Regions from separate parts of the Zea mays genome. Here region 1 is linked to region 2. A link is a contact called in public Hi-C data. All regions are on one chromosome and are shown on one strand. Each heading gives the region's core, a stretch centred on a gene start, on an enhancer-like site or on the middle of the called end of the contact. The rest is flanking DNA. Distances are from core to core; before and after follow the strand shown.

Region 1 (4,657 bases), core at 1,973-4,472, 150 kb before region 2:
AGAACATTATTTGGTAAATAAAAGTGATCAAGGGCATAACTTGCCTGTGACTTGAGATTCCAGGTACCAGGATGATCTTCAGGTGACTCGTGACCTCGCGCTAGTCGTAGCAATACAAACAACATGGTATAGACAAAATTAACATAACACCAAACATAAGAATAAACTGCATAATAATACTTTACGCGTTGCTACGAGATCGTGGGTTCGCAAACCACTAAAATCAGAGCTACGATTAAAGAATTATGATTTATGGTAGATCTATGTGGTTTAAATCTCTACTACTTATTAAGGCGGTAAGGTGTAGGCTGCCATTCCGTGTTCTGTCATTCTCATTCCCGCACTGTCTTTCTCATTGTCTTTCTCATTCTCCCTTCCCGCAAATCCCATTCCCATTCCCATGTGCATCCCACGCCTAGCTAAAATTAAATTAAAAAACACAAATGTGGCTCCAATGGGATTTGAACCTACGACCTCACAAGCAAATGTGCTCGTAGCTACCACTACACCACATGTGTGTTTATATCAATATTTGTTACAGTAAAAATATATACTACATCTCTCCCCAAGCCCACCTGCTACCTTTGCACAATGTGTAGTAGTAGATAATTATCAACGAGATTCCTGAATTATATTTTTGGATGGAGGGAGTAGTATTTAAAAAAGAGCCTTGCATGCAATTTCTTTTGTTTGAATAATGTTTTCAAATTAAATTTTTTTATATGTGTGACATTTATTCTCCGTAATATTTTTTCATGGCTCTGACTTGTGAGTCATTTTCATAAATCAACGCCAAAGATGAATCCATGTTTCTTACTTGTAAACTTCGAACAAACACCACTGGCACGAGGCGCTCGTTGGCGTCGCTCATCGACGACGAAAAGAAGCTTGGCGACTGCCAGTTCGACCTCTGGAAGCAGTACTACGTGACCGCATGCGTCAGTGTGTTCGGCAAGCTCCGGCACAGCCGTCGCTTGGACGCGGTCCAGAGCGGCTGCACCGCGCTGTCCATCTTCAAATAGGGGGACCTCATGGTCGTCGCCAACACCGGCGACTCTCGGGTTGTTCTGGGCACCGCATCCGACAACGGCGCCGTCACACCGTCCAGCTCATCATCCACCTGAAGCTCAACCTCCCACGTAAGTCACTACTGACCGACCATGAATTCTTGTGCGCTGGGACGACGGTCGTTGCTGACGTTGTGTGAGTGTCCTCGAACAAGATTTATGTAGAGGAGTAGCACATCCGGTGGTGCAACGGCTAGATGTACTACCTCGCTGATGAGCCCGGGGTGCACTTCGTTTGGCAGCCCAACCAAGAATCATCGGTACTCGCCATGTCGTGCGCGTTCGACGACTATTATATCAAGGACTATGACATCATCTTGGCACCAGAGGTGACGCAGAGGAGGACCGACAACAATGACCACTCGCCATCGTCGGGGTAGCTTTTGTGCCGGCCTGCCTTTAATTCTCTTCGCAAACACTTGCTTTTTTGTTTAAGCAAGCGTGTATGGTGGTGCGTACATGATGACTGACAATGTACGAGGGAATTTCTACTGGCAGGTGTGACACGTGCTCTTCAATGTTGAGACCATGCAAATCGTGGCATATATCGAAGTATGTATGATACTAATGGTTGTAATGGCTAGGATTACAAATGGATTATGAAATATTTTTTATAACAATATAAGACACATTTTGTATATAAGTTATTATGTTATTATATGTTCCTGTTGCAACGCACGGGTACTTACCTAGTATTAACTTATACTATAAATTGGTTAGTGTACACCATATGAGAGAATATTCTATGAATAATTAATTCAACTTTAATCTTAATTATAACTTAACTAGAGATCATCTTTCAATCAAACTATAATTATGGATAGGTTAACTTCGATTAGAGGAGTTAATCTATTAAACATAGGCTAGACAAATGTCTAATAATAAAAGTATTGGGTGTGATAAATGTTAGTGTCATACTGTACAGATGATATTATTATGAATCTAACGCAATTCGAACGGATCACGGAGTTACGGTTCTCTAGTTATGAATTTCTGAACTTATTAAGTACTTGACATGGGATAAATTAAGTAAACAATTTAAATCTATGTTTCAAGTCTAAACAGAGTTACTAGGTGATAAACAATATTAAAACAAACTTAATGCCACTAAAAATGGATTAAAAAGGAGCTAAGATGAATTTTCTATGAATTATATAAGTTCTGGAATTATTTTGGCATTAGAAATCCATTTTAAAAATTATTTTTCCTATTTTCTCAGAGCTCTGGACTACACACACTATTTTAACAAAGCCCAGGGTCAAGCACGCAAATGACAGGACCTGACTGCAATTAGTTTATATAAGAACTGGATGGCGGGTTTATATCAAGAATCGTTAGGGGCTCTTTAGCAAAAGACCCTGGCCGAAAGGGTATCGTGCACTCAGAGCTGTTGGATCTTTTATCAAGGGCCACGATTAAATCACCGATCTACGGCGAACCGGTATGACATATCGGCCATCGGATCACCGATCTACGGCACCGATCAAACCACCGAAAGGGTATCCCTAGGATTTAATCTAAACCGCCCATGCGAGATCAAACGGCCACGCGCACACCACTCTATCATCTATCCAGAGTCGTCAATCACAAGATCAACGCCCCAGCGCCTTCTCCTCCCACGCCGTTGCCAGACGGCGGTGCCGCCCACACACATGCTGGCGGACATGGAACCATTATCGTGATTTGGGTAGCAGAACTCCTAGCCCATGGAACCATGCGGGTCCGGCGCGGTGAGGTTGCTCCGGCGAGCAATCGCCACGCTGCCCTGGCCTACCGCGCCAGCATACAACGACCCCCGCATCCAGTATTTGCCAGAGACCACCCTCACCCGAGCACCGAGATCCCATGCCACGGCGTCGCCAGAGTTCATGGCGGTAATGCTCTCCGCCGCACTCTCGCTCACAATGACCGCGACGACAACACGTCCCGGGTGGCTTGGCTTTCATTTGGATGGACAAGATGGTGCTCGGGGTGAGGTTAAATACCCAACCTGGAAACCAGATCAGGGAGAGAAAGTTGGGCAGCTCCCGGCGAGGAATTCGCGTTCCGTTGCAGGAGAACGAGGGAGGATCCGACGAGATGACCCCACCTAGCAGTGTCATTGAGGAGGAGTCCGTGCGCATGAGCGTGACGTTGGCCGAGTGGGTCCATCTGTCAGCGAAACATCATAGTGCACAAATTTGGATTTAGGCGCCAGCTATGCGGCCCCACATGTCGGCGCCAAATATCCCGCGGGTCGTTGCTTGCAGCGGAGAGAAACGGAATGGGCCGGCCAGAAGCAGATTGGGCCCAGTCGTGTAGAGGCTTTTTGTTTCATTCTTTTGTAATTTCTGTTTTATTTCTTTTCTTTTTATGTTTCTTATTCCTAATGAAAATATAACGTCTACAATTTATATTAATATTTATTTTTCTTGTCACTCGTTTAGGGGAGGAATAAAGGGTTTCATTTAAATTTCTTTTCTCATTCCTATTTTATGTTTTCATTTACAATTGGAGGTCTGGTTTATGTCTTCCATAAAATGCATTACCGCAAAATCATCATCTAGAGATCAACCTTTTCTTTATCAATTTATTAGTTACTTAACTAGTTTAATATTATTGTTTGAATATGAGGAGGGAGAATCCTAATAGATTTCAAAGGTCTTCAAAAATTCTCACCACACTTATTATATATATTTTTATCTCTTTATTTTATTATTTTGTGATATATTATATTTTTTCGACCAAATTTTGGGCTTTACAAATCCTACCCCCTTAACAGAAATCTCGTCCTCGAGATTTGTAAGAAAAGGGATACAGAAGGATTGGTTTGTAATTCAACTTTTAGTCTATAATTGGTTCAAAAGTCCAGAGTCTCATTTTTTTAGTCCATAGTTGGTGATTAGTAGAGCATAGGTATCGAGCTACTTATTATGTAGGATATAAGCCGGACAGGTTGAAGTAAGAAAGATTATGGCAAAGAAAAGACTTCATCCAAAATGTTTAAGTCTTGTTTCATCTCGAGATTCGCTTTGACTTTTATATCCTTCCTTGTTGATGTTGATCTTTTCCTCTCCAGTCTTGGTCTAATTGATTCGATGTTAGTGTATATTATTGGAGTTGGGGAAATATGGTTAAGATAGATATGGGTGAGATAGACTACATGGTATAGGTCAAAATCTTGTTTGATGTTAGGTGGGGATAGATAGATTATGCAATCCATCATGACTCTATTGGTTGGGTTAGTTCTTCTGCTCATGGTTGAGTTGGTCTAATGTGCTAAGTTAAGTTAACACCTAGCTAGTAGGGTCCAATCTCTTCTACTAGTATCTCTAATCTGTTTAAGTGGACCACATTAGATTAGATCACATTAGATTCTATAATCCTATTTAAGAATACCATTTAGTTGAGCATATCAAGCTGACTTTATCTTTATGAAATTCTGGTATCCTTTTATTTTCTAAGTGGAACTTCCGATTAGTATTTTTTTATACACCTAAAATTTTCATGCCATTAGCAGGTGTGGCATAGAAAACAAGGGTACCTCAGGTTTTAGCTATTAGGTGAGTGTAGAGCAGATTTGGGGGTAAGAGAAAGTTAGGTAAGGAAGA
Region 2 (4,487 bases), core at 1,356-3,855:
TAATTCAAATTTTTGGTGAGGCAATGAGGTTTAGGGGCCACTAGTTTTTCTGTTTTGGTGCTTAATGCCAAAGGGGGAGAAATTAAGGCCAAAGCAACTGGATCAACTACTAATTGCGAATTTCAAAAACTATTGTGTTAGTACTTGTCTTTTGATCAAAACTCTCTTATTGCAAAACTACTCTCTTGTGGGGGAGAAATCTTAATTATGGGAAAAGGGTGAGTTTTTGGCTTTTGATCAAAACTAGTCTTGAAAATGTTTTGATTTGCTAAAACTAAGTGTTTTTGACATAGAAGTAAGAAAATAAATTTGCTTTGCGAAAATAAACCAAGTGGTGGTAAAATGATACAAATATGCAAAATTCTAGAATTATTCTATTGGTGTTTCATTTGACTTCAATTTGCAAAAGTTGACTCATATTCAATCATGTTAGTACCTCTTTTGTTGCTTTTAGGAGTGTTGGCATAAATCACCAAAAAGGGGAGATTGAAAGGGAAATGTGCCCTTAGGCCATTTCTATTTTATTTTGGTGATTAAATGATCAACACATTGTTTTGGACTAACATCATCTTGTATGAGCATGAGAACAGGTAGTTAAAGCAAATTGAGAAAAATGCACTTCTAGGCTAAAAAATGGGCATACTACAAATCGATGTGGTTCCAAGTAAAAAAGGTATGCTCCTAGCACTTAGTCAATTGTTTTAGGTACTAATAATATTTGTCTAAGTGTTAGGGACTATGTGAAGTCGAGTCAAACGGAGCAAAAGAGAATTGGCATGAAAAAGGAGCATCTGGGATGTTCTGCGTAGCACCAGACGGTCCGGTGCCACCCACCGGACAGTCCGGTGCACAGTCCCGCCGAACGGGCTGCTCTCAGGAAAAGCATATTTCCTCGGCTATAATTCACCTGGCGCACGCCTGCTCGCGCCACCCACTGTGTGGCTCCGCCTCGCGTGGCTCGTGCCCCCGCAGCTCGCGTGCCCGCGTGGCTCTGCCCCTCTACGCGACTCGTTCCTAGCCACACGTTGGCTCCTCCCAAAACACGTGGCTCCCTCTGCACCACACAACATTAAGTCATTCTTGTTTTCAGTCATTGTTCATTCCAAGGAACATTAAGTCATTCTGGAGTCTAGATATTAAGTCATTCTAGTAAACATCTAGGTAACATTAAGTCATTTTTAGTTTGGAGTCATTTTTCATGTTTTCTCAGACATTCCTTTGTTTTTTAGTTCAGTCATTCTTGTTTTTCAGGGAAATATCAAGTCATTTTTAGAAAACATTAAGTTTTTTTGTTTTCAGTCATTTTTCAGAAAACATTAAGTCATTTTTTGTTTTAAGTCATTCCCCATGTTTTCTCAGACATTTCTTATTTTTTCGGTCATTCCAAAATCTAGAAAACTAAGTCATTTTTGTTTTTTCAATCATTTTTCATGTCGATTGGCTAGGTCGGCTCGATCGGGGCGGGCGCTACGGCTCAGGCAGTCGGCTTCGGGCACGGGCGTCGGCTGGCTCGGGCGGGCGGGTGGGCACGCCAACCGGCACGAGGCTGGTTCAGAGGGGCACGTAGGGTGGTCCAGTTGATGGACCGTTGGGTCCATCACTTAGGGTGATGATAGAGGGACTCCAAGTATTACTAACCTAGGTGGTGTTGATTGGGATGAAAACGATGACACGTAAATTGCAACATACCCGACGTAACCAACAAAAGGAGATGTTGTAGAAGATGAGGGACGAGATCTTCAATGCAACACATCCATTTTTCCTCCATTGAAAAATGCACCAAAGCCTGTAGTCCAAGAGAAACCGACCAAGCTGGTTTGGAATCGTCTAAGCTGATCCTGGTTACCCCTATATGCAAAACCAGCTTAGAAGGTTTGGAACTAACTAATCCAGTTCTTCAGCCCGCATCTTCGCCACCTCAAGAGTGACCAATGCACTCCTAGGTAATTTAGCCCATGTTATTTCTTCTATTGTTTCTCCTGTTGTATTTGGAGTTTCTGAGGAGCCACGAGATAATTTGGATGAGGAGATGGTTGATCATGAACTATCCCCATAGCGTTTGGACATCAATATGGTTTATTTCTCATATGAGGGTGATCTTATTGGATATGATGACAGGATGGCTCAATTTAATTTTGCTACTCAAAGTGCTGGCTTCAACAAGTTTGGAGGCACACACTAGCACTTAACATGTTGGTGAATAGAACAATATTGAAGTTTAAAACTTGATACCATATTATCTTTATAAGAAGCTTGGTGGCACAAATGCATAACTAGTCAAGACTAATATGTTGATCAACAACATTGGAAAAGGTGAGCCATTTTTTTTTGTTAAGATCGTTGCATCGATGGAGCTTTACTGTTGGAACATGGCCTGGGTTACCACTGTTTCTTAGTACCGAGGTGCAAGGAAGCTACAACTTCATTTTTTGGCTTTTAGTCGTATTGTTTCTTTATGCTAAGTTGCTAACTATTGTCAAATGTTTTATTCATTTAAAACTATTAAACATACATTAATTTACTATATATATCTAGTGTATTTCTAAATTTATAACAAAAATAAATATCTAAAATAGTTAAAATACCTTCAATTTAGGGTAAAACAAATTTTCATTCCAACCTTATCTCCTCCTGTCCGTACTACTAGCGGTCATTGTCCAGCCATCCTCAGGCAGCTTCGAGTTCCACGACGAGAGCACCGGCAGCCGCACACGCGTTTGTCTCCTCGCCGGACCTTCCCGGCACCGCCGCCGGCTCTCCCTCACGGTCCACTACACTCCACAGCACCGCCGTCGCACAACGACATGGCCTCCTCCGCTACCTATCTCATGCTCGCCAGCGCCCACGCTCCCCTCGCTCCTCTCATAAGGCCACCGCCGATGGCCCTTGTCGCGAGAACCGCCGCAACCTCCATCACTAGGCGCGAAAGAGCCAGTGTCCCTCTGTTAGTCAACCCCGCTGCGTGCCGGCCGGGACTGCGGCGCCGTGGCTGGGCCCATATCTGCAGAGACTCGTCCCTCCAGGGCCCTTCGGGCGCCGATTCTCCTGCTCAGGAGCAAGAGGATCTGAAGAAGAGCGAGGCGGTGTCAGAGGCTGCGGCTCGGATTGCCGGAGGCACTGGCGGGACGTTAAGCGACTGGAGCACGTCGGTGCTCATCTTCGGGATCTGGGCGGGACTCATGTACTACGTCTTCCTGCTCGCGCCTAACCAGACACCAGTACGGGACAATTGCCTGCCTGCTTGCTTTCTGTTATGCTGCTGTGAATGTGATTTGGAATTCGCTTGCTAATTTGTAATTCTTGCTTCCACTCTGGCTGCAGTACCGAGACACATACTTCTTGCAGAAACTTTTAAATCTGAAGGGCGACGATGGCTTTCGAATGAATGATGTTCTTGTTTCTCTATGGTACATTATGGGCCTCTGGCCACTAGTCTACAGTATGTTGCTCCTTCCTACTGGTAGAAGGTAAGAATCAGTTTGTATCGGATCAGTTTTTTGCCCCCTAGATATAAACATGAAATTTTAGGAATTTGGGAAGTATCGGATCAAGATTCAAACAACTTCAAATTGTTTTTTTTAAAATTTGGCATCATTTAACTAGAAATACTCTCCAAACTATTATGCATCACAGATTTATATAACACCAGTGAAATTAACACATCACAGAAGTAGAGCAGGGTTAATACGGTGAACTGATGGTAGGTAATTGGAATGAATTTGAAGACATTTAGGGCTTTGGTGAGCCTAGTGGACAGTGGCGGATCCATGATTCACTGAAGCCCTGGGCCAAATCTATGTGACAAACGTACAATAGAAAATAACATAGTTCAAACATTAAAAATAGAACATGGTGACCTAAATTGGATGCAGATCGGCAGATAAATAAATACTAACCGCGAGTATAAGCCGGGACTGAACAAATTCGTCCATATCATGAAGGCCAGTAACTTTAGTCACCAAAAAGAGCATTGGTGATGTCACCCTGCACTTGAATAACACCTTCTATTGGGGCCATTTGTTGCAAAACAGTTGTGATGATGAGAGGAAGGTGGCCTTCCCTAGTAGCATAACACAACCGAACCAAGAAGAGAAAAACAAGGCCACAAGATATCCACAATATGGGGGGCCATTTTAGTGTGGTTTGGTGTAATTTTAGGGTGGAAGGTGAATTCAACCGAATTTTTTTGGCTGACACAAAAAACCCGAACACCAGTAAAAAAAGAGAAATTTTGCCAAAATTGTGAACTCTACTCAGCTCATGCTTTATGAATGTTTTGTAGGAAACTAGTGATGATGGTTGTGGCCTACTTTCTTGCAGTTTTTAGTTTATTTGTCTGATCCTGAAGCTTTGCGTTAATCTTCTGGATAGTTCCTAAACACAAAGATAGTCTTTGCGTTTGTATCTGACAAAAACTGACCAGCAACAACAACAATGCCATCCCAAGCAAGTTGGGATAGCTGATAGGTGGTGTTGAGCACAAAAAA

The links. Hi-C and Micro-C count contacts between places; a contact is called where the count stands out from the background.
Region 1: a Hi-C map of ear shows a contact between it and region 2, with 1.7 times the contacts expected there. The contact joins the enhancer-like site here to the promoter of LOC100277966 in region 2. A contact is called at or near these places in 2 of 25 Hi-C or Micro-C datasets (ear and leaf).

Annotation. Positions count from the first base shown.
Region 1 is chr4:61,803,651-61,808,307 of Zm-B73-REFERENCE-NAM-5.0, reverse strand. No RefSeq gene overlaps it. Among protein-coding and RNA genes, the nearest start is that of LOC100277076, 5.9 kb to the left of the region's middle. Within about 2 kb of position 3,222, at least 18 of the 20 cell types and tissues checked have an H3K27ac peak or open chromatin away from gene starts, as enhancers often do. A contact at or near this core is called in ear and leaf, where this site is marked.
Region 2 is chr4:61,651,257-61,655,743 of Zm-B73-REFERENCE-NAM-5.0, reverse strand. LOC100277966 reads left to right here and starts at 2,605. Exons shown (of 6, transcript NM_001151399.2): 1 at 2,605-3,218; 2 at 3,322-3,467. The coding sequence starts at 2,805.